Linked DNA regions of Rattus norvegicus: region 2 is linked to region 1. The links are chromatin contacts, called in public Hi-C maps. All regions are on one chromosome and are shown on one strand. Each heading gives the region's core, a stretch centred on a gene start, on an enhancer-like site or on the middle of the called end of the contact. The rest is flanking DNA. Distances are from core to core; before and after follow the strand shown. Region 1 holds the start of Zc3h10 (zinc finger CCCH type containing 10). Region 2 has its middle 17 kb from the start of Rps26.

Region 1 (5,693 bases), core at 971-3,470:
CTGCACCGCTGCTCCCAGTGCCGTTGGCATAGCTGTCCCGGTCAGGCATCCTGGTTCCCCCCAGCTCAGGGTCTTGTTTCTTCTCTCGCCACTCTTGGTGACTGTTAAAAAAGAGAGAGAGAACGGTGTCAAACAGGTCCTCCAGAAGCCCCCAGTCCTCTGGGGCAGTGGCTCTGGAGATGGAGAGCCCAAGGAGAAGCCCAGCCGGCCCAGCTGCCTTGCCAGAGCCCCGCCTAGGCCCTTGTGCACCTGGTCTCATTTGGAGTGATTCACACTTGCCTGGCTAACAGAAGAGGGAGAGAGCTGGGCTGAAGCCACTTCTCTTACTAACATGAGCCGGGGAGGGGGAGGGGGGCAGTGTGAGGTTTTACCTTCTCTCTTCTAAGTCGTGGGAGAGAAACTAAAGCAGGTGTTGGTGTGTGAACACTGGGCTATTTTGCTCTGAGAACTCGTGGATGAAGGGACACCAGAAACAGAACTTCCCTTAATCCCTCTTCAATGTGAACTCAGCAAGTCTCCATGAATTGTAGAAACCCTTGGTAAAAAGACTGGTGTCACTAGTTACAGGGTCATCCTTAAACCTGTTCATCTCCCAGTCTGTTCCACACACAAACACCCTCATTTCGGGGAAGAAGCTCTGACCTGAACTTTCTACTTCTAGATCCTAGGACAAACTGTGGGATGCTCAAGGTGGGAAGGGGTTAATTTCACAGGAACGGTGACCTTTCTTTCCCCATTCTCCACCCCACTGCACTCCGACTAATATCAAACCATAGCACTCCTTACCCCATACAAATCCTCTTTATTTATAGACTCTATAAAAGCTTTTTAAGTCTCCTGTTTCTCAAGAGAGGTCTGGAATGTAGATCCACTGCCCTAATTCTAGCCCTCCCTTCTCTCTACCCCTAAGTAAGACTGGGAGTCCCTGCTAACACGTGTCTAATCTTCTAAATGTTCCCTAAATACTCAGGCTCCCCCTACAGGTCAAATAGGAGAGGTTCATAGTTTCCGTTTGGGAATAAAGGTACCTTTCTTGATTTCTTTGACCTATCCCATTCACACCCGTTTCCTTGACTTTGCCTTTAGATTTCCCTAAAATAACTAACAAGATTAGAAGCCAGAGATACACAAGAATATGCAAGATGGGAAGAGCAGACCCAGAGTAAAAGAAACAAGTGGTTAAAAACAAGCCCTTACTGAAAGAAAAATGACGACCGGGTGAAGACTAAATACCTCCAGAGCCTCACCTATATTTCAAGTCCCACCAGAAGCAGGTAACTGGATATGATAATCTTCCTCACCCCATTATCCCAGAATTAATACCTGAGGTAGCTCAGGTGAAGTCCGGGGCTCCCGTGAGTCTCCACCTCCACATCACTGCTGGGTTCTGAACAAGAAAGAAACAAAAAACCTGGAGATTTGAGTAGAACAAGGAAAACAACGTGAAAGGGCTACGAGGTGGTTTTCATACACTGAAATGAATTCTAATAAAAAGTGGCTTTTAGGCTCCCTTAAGAGTTCAAAGTGCCAGTCACCTATCATAGGGAGAAGTCCCTAATAAAGATAGGGCTAGGACCGACCAATAAAGATTGGGAAGCTGAACTGAAAAACAAAATAGTTTCTGGTGGCAGAAGGGTTCGGGGAGCTTTACCTCAAGATGAGAAGGATATGGGGTTCAGAAGGTTGGATTTCGGAACGCCAAACCTGAAAGCTGGACAAGGGCAACAACTGACTACTGTCAGTGGGAAGGCGATCTAAGACTTGGGGGCGGTGATTACGACGGTCCCCAACACCCTAGAGTTCACGAAAAGTCCTACGAGTTCCCCTGGAAGTCTTCTGGCTTGGCCGGCTCCGTGATGCGGCGCCAGCACTGAGCCGGGGACCAGGTGACTAGGACACTAAGGAAGCGAAGTGAAAGGGGAGGGGGGCTAAGGGTGACATCAAGCTGAGGGGATGGGCAGGGCTGTGACGTCACGGAGCTGGCGTTTGCTCGGGAAGCGAGGTCAATCAGAAAAAGGGCTCTGTTCTGGGTAACCAGGAAAAGCCAAGCCAGGTCGGTTCGGGGGGGGGGGGTTGTTGGAGGAGGCTCGTGGGGCCCGGCAGAGCCCAGCCGATGGGCCATCCCCGACTCCTCCCCTCCGGGCGCGGCCTCCACCTAAGTCTCCCGCCTCCCTCACCTGCCGCCGCCGCCGTAGTTGCTGCTGCCGCCTGCCGGTCCTCTAGCTTCGACAAAGAGCCGCCCACCCTACGGCTCTTCCGCTTCCTGCGGAAGAAAGGGACGCTCTAGCCACCAGACCCGGAAACACACTCTATGGTCCCATTGCGTGCTCTTAACCGCAGGAAGCTCCCAGCAAGCCTTGCGCGTCACCATGGTAACACGACTCCTCCGCACCCGGAACTCGCACAGCGTCAACTTCTACGCAGGGGCCCCCCAAAACATAGAAGTGGCACTGCGAATGCACGAACTCTAACTTAAACTCAGGCGCACACTAAATCAACTGGCTCCAGCCAGATCGCAAACACCCGGGCTCTTGTTGCCTACACTGGACTACACAACTCCCCACCCAAAGGAGCCGCAAAAAACACGTAACAGCGATTTGATTCTTCAGCTGACAGCAAGAGGGTTTATTGTACACGAGTTACACTTGGCCACAAGAGAACAGAACTAGTCCAGAATGCCAAAGGTCCAGGGCAGAGGGCCAGCGGGACTGTTTTGGTTGTGAGGAAGGTAGTCATTTTCCCAGCTGATCTCGGCGAGGTGACATTCCGGGTCTACTGAGACTTATTACCGACAGCAGCATACAGTCCAACCACTTGTTCCGGGCTTCAGCATCCCTTACTTCTGCTCCCGCAGGCTTCGTGGGTGCACAAGATGGTTTACTTGGACCTCTGCCTCATCTTTCTTCTCTTGCGCTTCAGCCTGGAAAGGCAGGCACACAAACCGAGTTAATTTTTTCCCCTTCCCACATTTACCATCTGCACTTCGTACAAAATACGATGAAATTAAACAACACCAGCTCCGATGAACCGTGCTTAAACGTCCCTCCACGCCAAACATTTTCACATTAAGTTTCTTCTAAACATCCCACCCCAAGCTTTGCCCCTTTGCCCCAATGTTAAGTCAAAAAATTAACGTACCTGCGCATTCTCTTCTTCCGCCACTAAAAGCCCGATCATGTGAGAAGACAAAAAAGAATGTTAGCAGTAGGCCCGGGTAAGAACATTACTCAGAAAACAGGTTTGACAAAGAATCAAGAGTTGGTGCGGCACTGGCTCAATTTTAGATCCGAATCTTGTTTTCCCACCTTCCTCCAGCTACGACTTAAGCCTGTACTCGGCTCTGTGAAAACCCGAAGCAAACCGTTTGCAAACCCGATGAAGAACCATGGCGGAGATTCACTGCCTGATTTTCCGCCTCACAATTCCTTCCTACCGCCCAAGCTCACCACTTATGAACCGCTCACCTTCGCTCTCATGGCGCAGGAGTCTCTAGAAAGAAAGGGAAGAAATTGCCGTTAGTCTGCTGTGATGAGAGTAAATGTGGAGGTCGGATGTTAATGGATTGTACTCGAAGTCGAAACAACAGCTAACACGGTAACTCACCAAGGAAGATGGCGCTAAGACCGAGAGAGCGGGGAGTCCGGCCTACTGCTATTTAATGGCGTGCTTGGTGTCGTCACTTCCGAGCCGCCCCTTCTGTTTCCCTTAGGGAGGGGCTGCTCGAGACAGTAAGTGACTTCCGGTTGCCTTACTAGAGGAAAATGTTTTGAGTGCGCGTTACCAAGCCCCACCTTTCCTTCTATATTAAGGATATTGTATTATTTCAGCGCGAGCACCTGTTTCCAGTATGGGACTGAGAAAAAGTAGGCGGAAAAAAAATAACCTCCGTCTTCTCGTTGCTTCATGGGAATTGTAGTTTTTTGGTAAATATCTCTACTTACTACTGATAGGTGTGGCTTGTAGTAAAAATTACTAGTTTTGCCCTGACTTGGTGGTGCACGCCTTTATTACCATCTGCTGGGAGGTAGACGCAAAGGCAGGCGGAGCTCTGTGAATCCGATCTACATAATGAGACCCTGCCTAAAGTAAATAAACAAAAATATTACTTTTGGTCTTTTTTTTTTTTTTTTCCGGAGCTGGGGACCGAACCCAGGGCCTTGAGCTTGCTAGGCAAGTGCTCTACCACTGAGCTAAATCCCCAACCCCACAAAAATATTACTAATTATCTTCTATTTGATCCCTCTGCCATCCCCCAGTTAAACTGTGTGTCAACATCAGAATTTTTTTAAAAGACTTTGGGGCCTCACGTTTGCTAGGCAAGCGCTCTACCGCTGAGCTAAATCCCCAACCCTTATTTTTTTTTTTTTTTTTTTTAAGATGGTTGTGAGCCACCATGTGGTTGCTGGGATTTGAATTCAGGACCTCTGGAAAAACAGTCAGTTCTCTTACCCGTTGAGCCATCTCTCCAGCCCCATATCAGAATTTCTAAAAGAGTTAAGATTTTAAAGCCAGGGGGTTGGGGATTTAGCTCAGTGATAGAGCGCTTGCCTACCAAGCGCAAGGCCCTGGGTTCGGTCCCCAGCTCCGAAAAATAGAAAAGAAAAAAAAAAAAGATTTTAGAGCCAGGAGGTGGTGGTGCACGCTTTTTCCCTGAGGCAGAGGCAGGAGGATTTCTGAGTTCAAGGCCACCGTGGTCTACATCCTGAGTTAGTGAGTTCTAGGACAGCCAGGGCTACACAGAGAAATCCTGTTTCGAAAAAAACCCAAAAATTTGCAAACTGGAGGCTGTAAGATTGGCAAGCAGAGAAAGCATACTGTAGTATGCTTTTTGTAAAAAGACATAATCATAATTGTGTCTGTATGTTGGTATGGAGGTAAGGGCATGCAGATACCAGCTGAAGCCAGAAGAGGACATTGGATCCCTTGAGACTCTTTCTCAAGCTGTTATGACCTGCCCGACTTGGGTTCTGGGAATGACTATACCTGTCACTTACTGCCCCTTTGTTTTGAGAGGGTCTCAGGGGTTTAGTTAAGAAGCCAAGTCCTCTTTTATAGTAGTGTTTTAGTCAGGGTTCTCAACCTCAGCAGAATTTATAGATTTATAGAATTTATAGATCTAGATATAAATCTATAGAGAAAGGGTATTAAAATGAATGAATTACAAGATGGCTGGCTATGAACATAGAGTCCAAAAATCCAGTAGTTGCTCAGTGCACAAGGCTGGATGTCTTATCTCCCCTTCAGTATAAACTGGAATCCCAAAGGAACAGACTTGCTAGCAGGTGAGGCAAACTGGCAAAGAGCAAAAGCTTCTTTCTTCCCGGTCCTCATATAGGATTCTGGTAGTCCTGGCCCAGATTAAATCTGAATTAATGATCTGGATTTAAGGTGTGTCTTCTCAATAGAAGGTCCAGATTAAAGGGGTGCATTTTCCCAGTTCAAATGATCTGGATGAAAGGTCTACATTCCTACCTCAAAGACCAAGATTAAAAGTGGATCAAGTTAAGCAAAACAAAAAACAAACAAAAAACCAAAACCAAACCAAAACCCTAAGGGATATGCCTTCCAACTTTGTGTTTTAGTTCCAGATGTAGTTAAACTGACAACCAAGAATAGCCATCACAGGTGCTAGATCAATTCTGTTTTGGTTTATTTTGTTTGCTTTTTCTTCTTCTTTTTTTTTTTTCTTTTTT
Region 2 (5,573 bases), core at 549-3,048, 63 kb after region 1:
TTTTTTTTTCTATACGATGGCTTCTATTTTTGTATTTTTTTTTTCTATACGATGGCTTCTATTTTTGTATTTTTTTTTCTTTTTTCGGAGCTGGGGACCGAACCCAGGGCCTTGCGCTTGCTAGGCAAGCGCTCTACCGCTGAGCTAAATCCCCAACCCCCCTATTTTTGTATTTTAATAGGATATCTGTGTGTGTCTGTATCTCTATGTTTTTTCATGCTTTTTCCTTTGGCTCTTTTTTTCCTGTTTGTTTTATTTTATTATCATCATCATTGTTTTTGATGCCTACTTTTTTCTATAAAGATTTGTGGGGTTGGGGATTTAGCTCAGTGGTAGAGCGCTTGCCTAGCAAGGGCAAGGCCCTGGGTTTGGTCCCCAGCTCTGAAAAAAAAAAAAAGAAAAGAAAAGAAAAAAAAAGATTTGTTTATTTATTTATTTTTAAAGATTTATTCATTAATTATATATAAGTAGCTGTCTTCAGACACACCAGAAGAGGGCATCGGATCTCTTTACAGATGGTTGTGAGCCACTGTGTGGTTGCTGGGAATTGAACTCAGGACCATCTGGAAGAGCAGTCAGGTGTTCTTAACCGCTGAGCCATCTCTCCAGCCCCCCAGATTTATTTATTTTTATTTATATGAGTACACTGCTGCTGCCTTCAGACACACCAGAAGAATGCATCGGATGGATGTGAGCGACCATGTGGTTGTTGAGATTTGAACTCAGGACCTCTGGAAGAGCAGTCAAAGCTCTTAACAGACAAACCATCTCTCCAGCCCTGATGCCAATTTTTTTTTGTTTTTGTTTGTTTGTTTGTTTTTTTTTTTTTTGGTTCTTTTTTTTTTGGAGCTGGGGACCGAACCCAGGGCCTTGCGCTTCCTAGGCAAGCGCTCTACCACTGAGCTAAATCCCCAACCCCTGTTTGTTTGTTTTTTATGAGAGAGAAAAGAAAGGGTGTGGTGTTTTGGGTGGTGGGTGGGATCTGGAAAGAGTTGGGGAAGCAACAGTGTAATCAAAATATATTGCATGAAAAAAATCGATTTTCAAAAAAACCAGCAAAAATACATGAAAATAAATAAAAACAAATTTGTTTTCGGAGCTGGAAAGATACCTCGGTAATTAAGAGCTCATGCAGCTCTTCTGGAGGACCCAGATTTGGTTCTCAGCACCCGTACCAGACAGCTTGCAAACACCCGTGACTCCAGTTCCAGTAGTCTCTGGAGGCACCTAGCTACCCCCACCTCCACGAATATATATAAATAATAAAAATAAATATTCTAAAATATTTTTATCGTAAAACAAAATGTAAGCATGAATTACCCTGCTGATCTCAAAAACATGAATATATATATATATTTTTCACATGTAAAGGTTTAATGAGAGAAGAAGAGTAGAAAGGGGGATAGATAAAGGCCAGCCATGAGCACGTGGAGGGAGGGGGGGATGGGGAGATTAGGGACAAAGAGGAGAGAGCAAGAGAGCAGAGTAAGAGTAAGAGCAAGGGCAAGAGAAGAGTAAGAGCCATGACTTGGGCTCCTGCCTCTCACAATTATTTCTCTCCTTTTCCACCCTGTGGGACCAGGGAGAGACTCAGGTTGTCAGGCTTGGTGTCAAGCATCATTTACGTGCTGAGCTCTCTCCTCAGCTTACCGTTTAAATGAAGTTCCTGAGGTTTGGAAAGAGTACATTCGCGTATAATTGCAAATGAACAGAATAATGCGGGGGAAAAATTGAAACTCAAGTTAGTCTTCTAAAACAGGCTCTTAACTGCTGCACCATGTCGCCCCCTACCGTCTGCCTAATGCACTGACATCCATGCCGCATCATTTTTAACGAGCCAGAGGAGCTCTAGTGTGACACTGGAGCAGCTAGGTTCAGGCCAGAGAAAAGGAACACCCACCAGAGCAACTCTCACTGGCCCTCATCTTTGGCTAGTCACCACGAGAAGCTCAGGTTTAGCCACCCCTGGTGATAACCACGTGAACTCCCAGCACTCAGGAAGCAGAGGCAGGAAGAGTTCATGAGATTTCGGCCAGTGTGTTAACTCATAGAAAGTCCCAAGCCAGCGTGAGACTTAGACTTGCTTCAGACTTGAAGCAACCCTTCTGCCTCTGACTCTGGTGTGTTAAAATTAAAGTTTCGGGCCACCCCACCTGGTTCCTGAGTGTCTTTTGTTTGTTTATTGAAACGGGGTTTTGCTGTGTTGCCTTGGCTGGCCAATAGTAGTTGGTATGTAGCCCAATCTGGCCTCAACGTGCCTCAGCCTTCCAAGTACTAGGTCACAGGTGTGAGCCACCAAACCCGATTCTTGGTCAGATCACCTCTCACCAGTCCTCCCTCCATCTGGTCTTTCCTCTCCATCTACCCTGACCTGGGATAGTAAGAGAAAAAGGAAAAACCAGGCATGGTGGCACATACCTTTAAATCTTAGCCCTCAGGAGGCAGAGGCAGGATCTACATATGAAGTTCCAGGCAGCCAGGGCTCTACAGAGCGATCCTCAAGACACAGAGAGTGACACGTACCTGTAAGTCCAGCACGTGGTAAGTGGAAGCAGGGATGGGGAGTTGGGGTCATCTCTGCTGCACAGGTTGAGACCGTTCTGAGCCACATGCGATCTCATCTTACAGATCGATAATAAAAAGCTGTGGCAATCCACTGAGGAGGTTATTTATGTGCTTTTTAAAAAACAGTGCTTTGGACAAAGCCTCGTACACACTAGGCAAGTGCCCCACCACTAACACACCCCAGCTCTTGGCTTATGATCCATTCTTACTGGCTTTGAACGTGCTATTGTAGGCTTATATTATTCCCAACCTACTTTAGTAAGGGTCCTTAAACGCTTCAACCTCCTTTATAGCCCACTGACCAAAGGCAGGGGAGGAAGATGGTTGATAGGACAAGGGGGATGTAGACCTGGTTAGAAGTGGTTCTTTGGAGTGATTCCAATTTGCTGCAGCAGCAGTCCAATCCACCAGTAAGGCACCAACCAGGAAACAGCAGCAGCACATCCAGAAGAAACCTTGAGACTCTGCGATCGGCGCTGAGGCTCTTGGTTTTACTGTCTATTGTAGTGTTAAGTGCAGCCCCCAAGATCTAGAGTCTGTACACAGCCCTTGGGACCCTGTCACCAAGTTAACTCTGATCAGTGAATAAAGATGTTGACAGCCAGGAGCTGGAGAGACGGCTCAGCGGTTAAGAGCGCTGACTGCTCTTCCAGAAGTCTTGAATTCAAACCCCAGCAACCACATGGTGGCTCACAACCATCTGTAATGGGATCTGATGTCCTCTTCTGGTGTGTCTGAGGACAGCTGCAGTGTACTCATATAAATAAAAATTATTAAAAATATCTTTTAAAAAGATGCTGGGCGGGGTTGGGGATTTAGCTCAGTGGTAGAGCGCTTGCCTAGCAAGCGCAAGGCCCTGGGTTCGGTCCCCAGCTCTGAAAAAAAAGAAAAAAGAAAAAAAAAAGATGCTGGGCAAAAGAGACATAGATTTTGCAGGCTTGCAAGAGAGAGCACAAAGGGGAAGGAACCACCATGGGATATTCAAAGAATGTATAGGAGGGGAAGGAGAGCCTCCATGGGCTAGGAACCAAGAGAATGTGGCCCAGAGGGCTACCTGGTTGGAGTAGACAGCAGCCCAGGTGGAAGACAGTTAAAGATTGCTGTCTTTATACAGGTGAGGGCTGGCACAGGATGGGACAGGGCCTATGACTGGGCAGTGAGAAAGTGGGGTGGGCACAGGGGTTTGGTAAGGGGGGAAGAGAAGAGAGAGAGGAACCAGGGAGGCAGAGAAGGGTGACCCAGATCTGTGTGGCCTTAAATGGCCATCTTAAGGGGTGGGTTTTTATAGGCCAGTTTATCTTATCTAGGTGGGATATTTACATCATTATCAATTGGTTGTGAGTTTATTGTGTGGACGTTTTGTGAAATAAAAATTTAAGTTATAAATCTGATTGCTAAATTCCAAGCTTTTGGGGTCTTGATTTTAACGGGTTGCTGGGATTTGATACTATAACCATTAGGGGGCAGATGCTGGGAATGTGAGCAGAGTTCAAAGGCAGAGAACCAGGAGGGCGGCTGCAGCTGGGAACAGAAAATAGCTGGGGGTGGCATGACATGGTGCTCTAGAGCCAGCCACCACTGAGGTGAATAGACACTGCTAATGCCATACGTCTCGACGATGGTGGCTATCGAGGGATTGTGGATATTTCTGATATTTATCACTACACACAGTAAATAGTAAGTGATAACCTGGGCTTACCAATAGGAAGATAGATTCTAGCAGCTTGAAGGGTAGCAGCTGCCCAGCTACTGGGCTGCCTAAGGCATATTAAAATTTAAAGGCTGTGTGTCTTTCATGCGGGAACACAAATGGTCTAAGGCGGGGAAGAAATCCCACACCAGATTTTTAATATTCATTTCTACAAGTCGGCACAAGTCCACTGAAGCAGGAAGCAGCAGCTGGAATACCACTGTTCTCTGATGCATTTCTCTCTATGAAGTCAGGACAAGTGCAGATCAGCGAAGAAAGCAAGGTGAACCAATGCCAGAGCGGCATCCACTGTCTGTTGCGTTATACTCTTTCCAAACATCACACGTCTTCACAAGCATCTGCTCAGCAAAATATCACATGCCCTTTCTCCAGGCTGCTTCCAGAAAAACATCACATGACACAACTGAGTCTCCAACGAAACCAAGAATCACCACTTCATGCTATGTAGCCCAGAGTGGCCTCCAGTTGAGGGCCTCCTGCCCTCATCTTTTTTTTTAAGATTCTTATTTATTTAATGAGTATGAGTACACTGTAGCTCTCTTCAGACACCAGAACCCATTACAGATGGTTGTGAGCCACCATGTGGTTGCTGGGAACTCAGGACCTCTGGAAGAGCAGTCAGTGCTCTTAACCGCTGAGCCATCGCTCTAGCCCTGCACTCACCTTGAAAATGCTGTGATTACAGGGGTGCACCACCATGCCTAGGATTTGGAGAGTTCTGAGCCAGAGAACAATATAAAAAGTGATTAGAAAGAACATTCGGGAAGTAGTCCCCTAGTATTTCAGAAGGAGCTGTGGTACAATCTAAACAATAAACAATGTTAGGCAGCAGTGCCACACACCTGCAATCCTAGCAATTGGGAGGTAGAGGCAGGAAGATGACACCATCAACCTGGGTACATTGGAAGCCATCTTGGGCTACACAGTAAGATCCTGTCTAAAAGAGAATCCTGATCAGGATCAAGAGGTGGCTCAGTGGTTAAGAGCACCGACTGCTCTTCCAGAGGTCCTGAGTTCAAGTCCCAGCAACCACATGGTGGCTCACAGCCATCTGTAATGGGATCCGATGCCCTCTTCTGGTGAGTCTGAGGACAGCGACAGCGACAGTGTGCTCACATAGTATAGGTAAACAAACAAACAAATCTTAAGAAAAGAAAGCAAGAAAGAACATGATGAAAATCTTGTTATATCTCTCTAAGGTATTATTATTATCGTATATGGCTGTAAGAAAGGGAGGGAGTTGTGTCGAGCAGGCAGATAAAGGGGAAAGAGCAGCAGGAGAGATGATGCTCAGGAG

The links. Hi-C and Micro-C count contacts between places; a contact is called where the count stands out from the background.
Region 2: a contact with region 1 is called in a Hi-C map of Schwann cells, with 4 times the contacts expected there. The contact joins the enhancer-like site here to the promoter of Zc3h10 in region 1. A contact is called at or near these places in 3 of 12 Hi-C or Micro-C datasets (the Rat2 cell line, Schwann cells and liver).

What each region holds. Positions count from the first base shown.
Region 1 is chr7:1,559,821-1,565,513 of GRCr8, forward strand. It overlaps Zc3h10 (zinc finger CCCH type containing 10), which reads right to left and starts at 2,221. Exons shown (of 3, transcript NM_001191090.1): 1 at 2,178-2,221; 2 at 1,324-1,387; 3 at 1-101. The coding sequence starts at 49. It overlaps Rpl41 (ribosomal protein L41), which reads right to left and starts at 3,677. Exons shown (of 4, transcript NM_139083.2): 1 at 3,604-3,677; 2 at 3,465-3,489; 3 at 3,139-3,161; 4 at 2,597-2,920. The coding sequence starts at 3,476. The coding sequence ends at 2,878.
Region 2 is chr7:1,623,658-1,629,230 of GRCr8, forward strand. No RefSeq gene overlaps it. Among named protein-coding and RNA genes, the nearest start is that of Rps26, 17 kb to the right of the region's middle. Within about 2 kb of position 1,799, at least 2 of the 93 cell types and tissues checked have an H3K27ac peak or open chromatin away from gene starts, as enhancers often do. A contact at or near this core is called in Schwann cells, where this site is marked.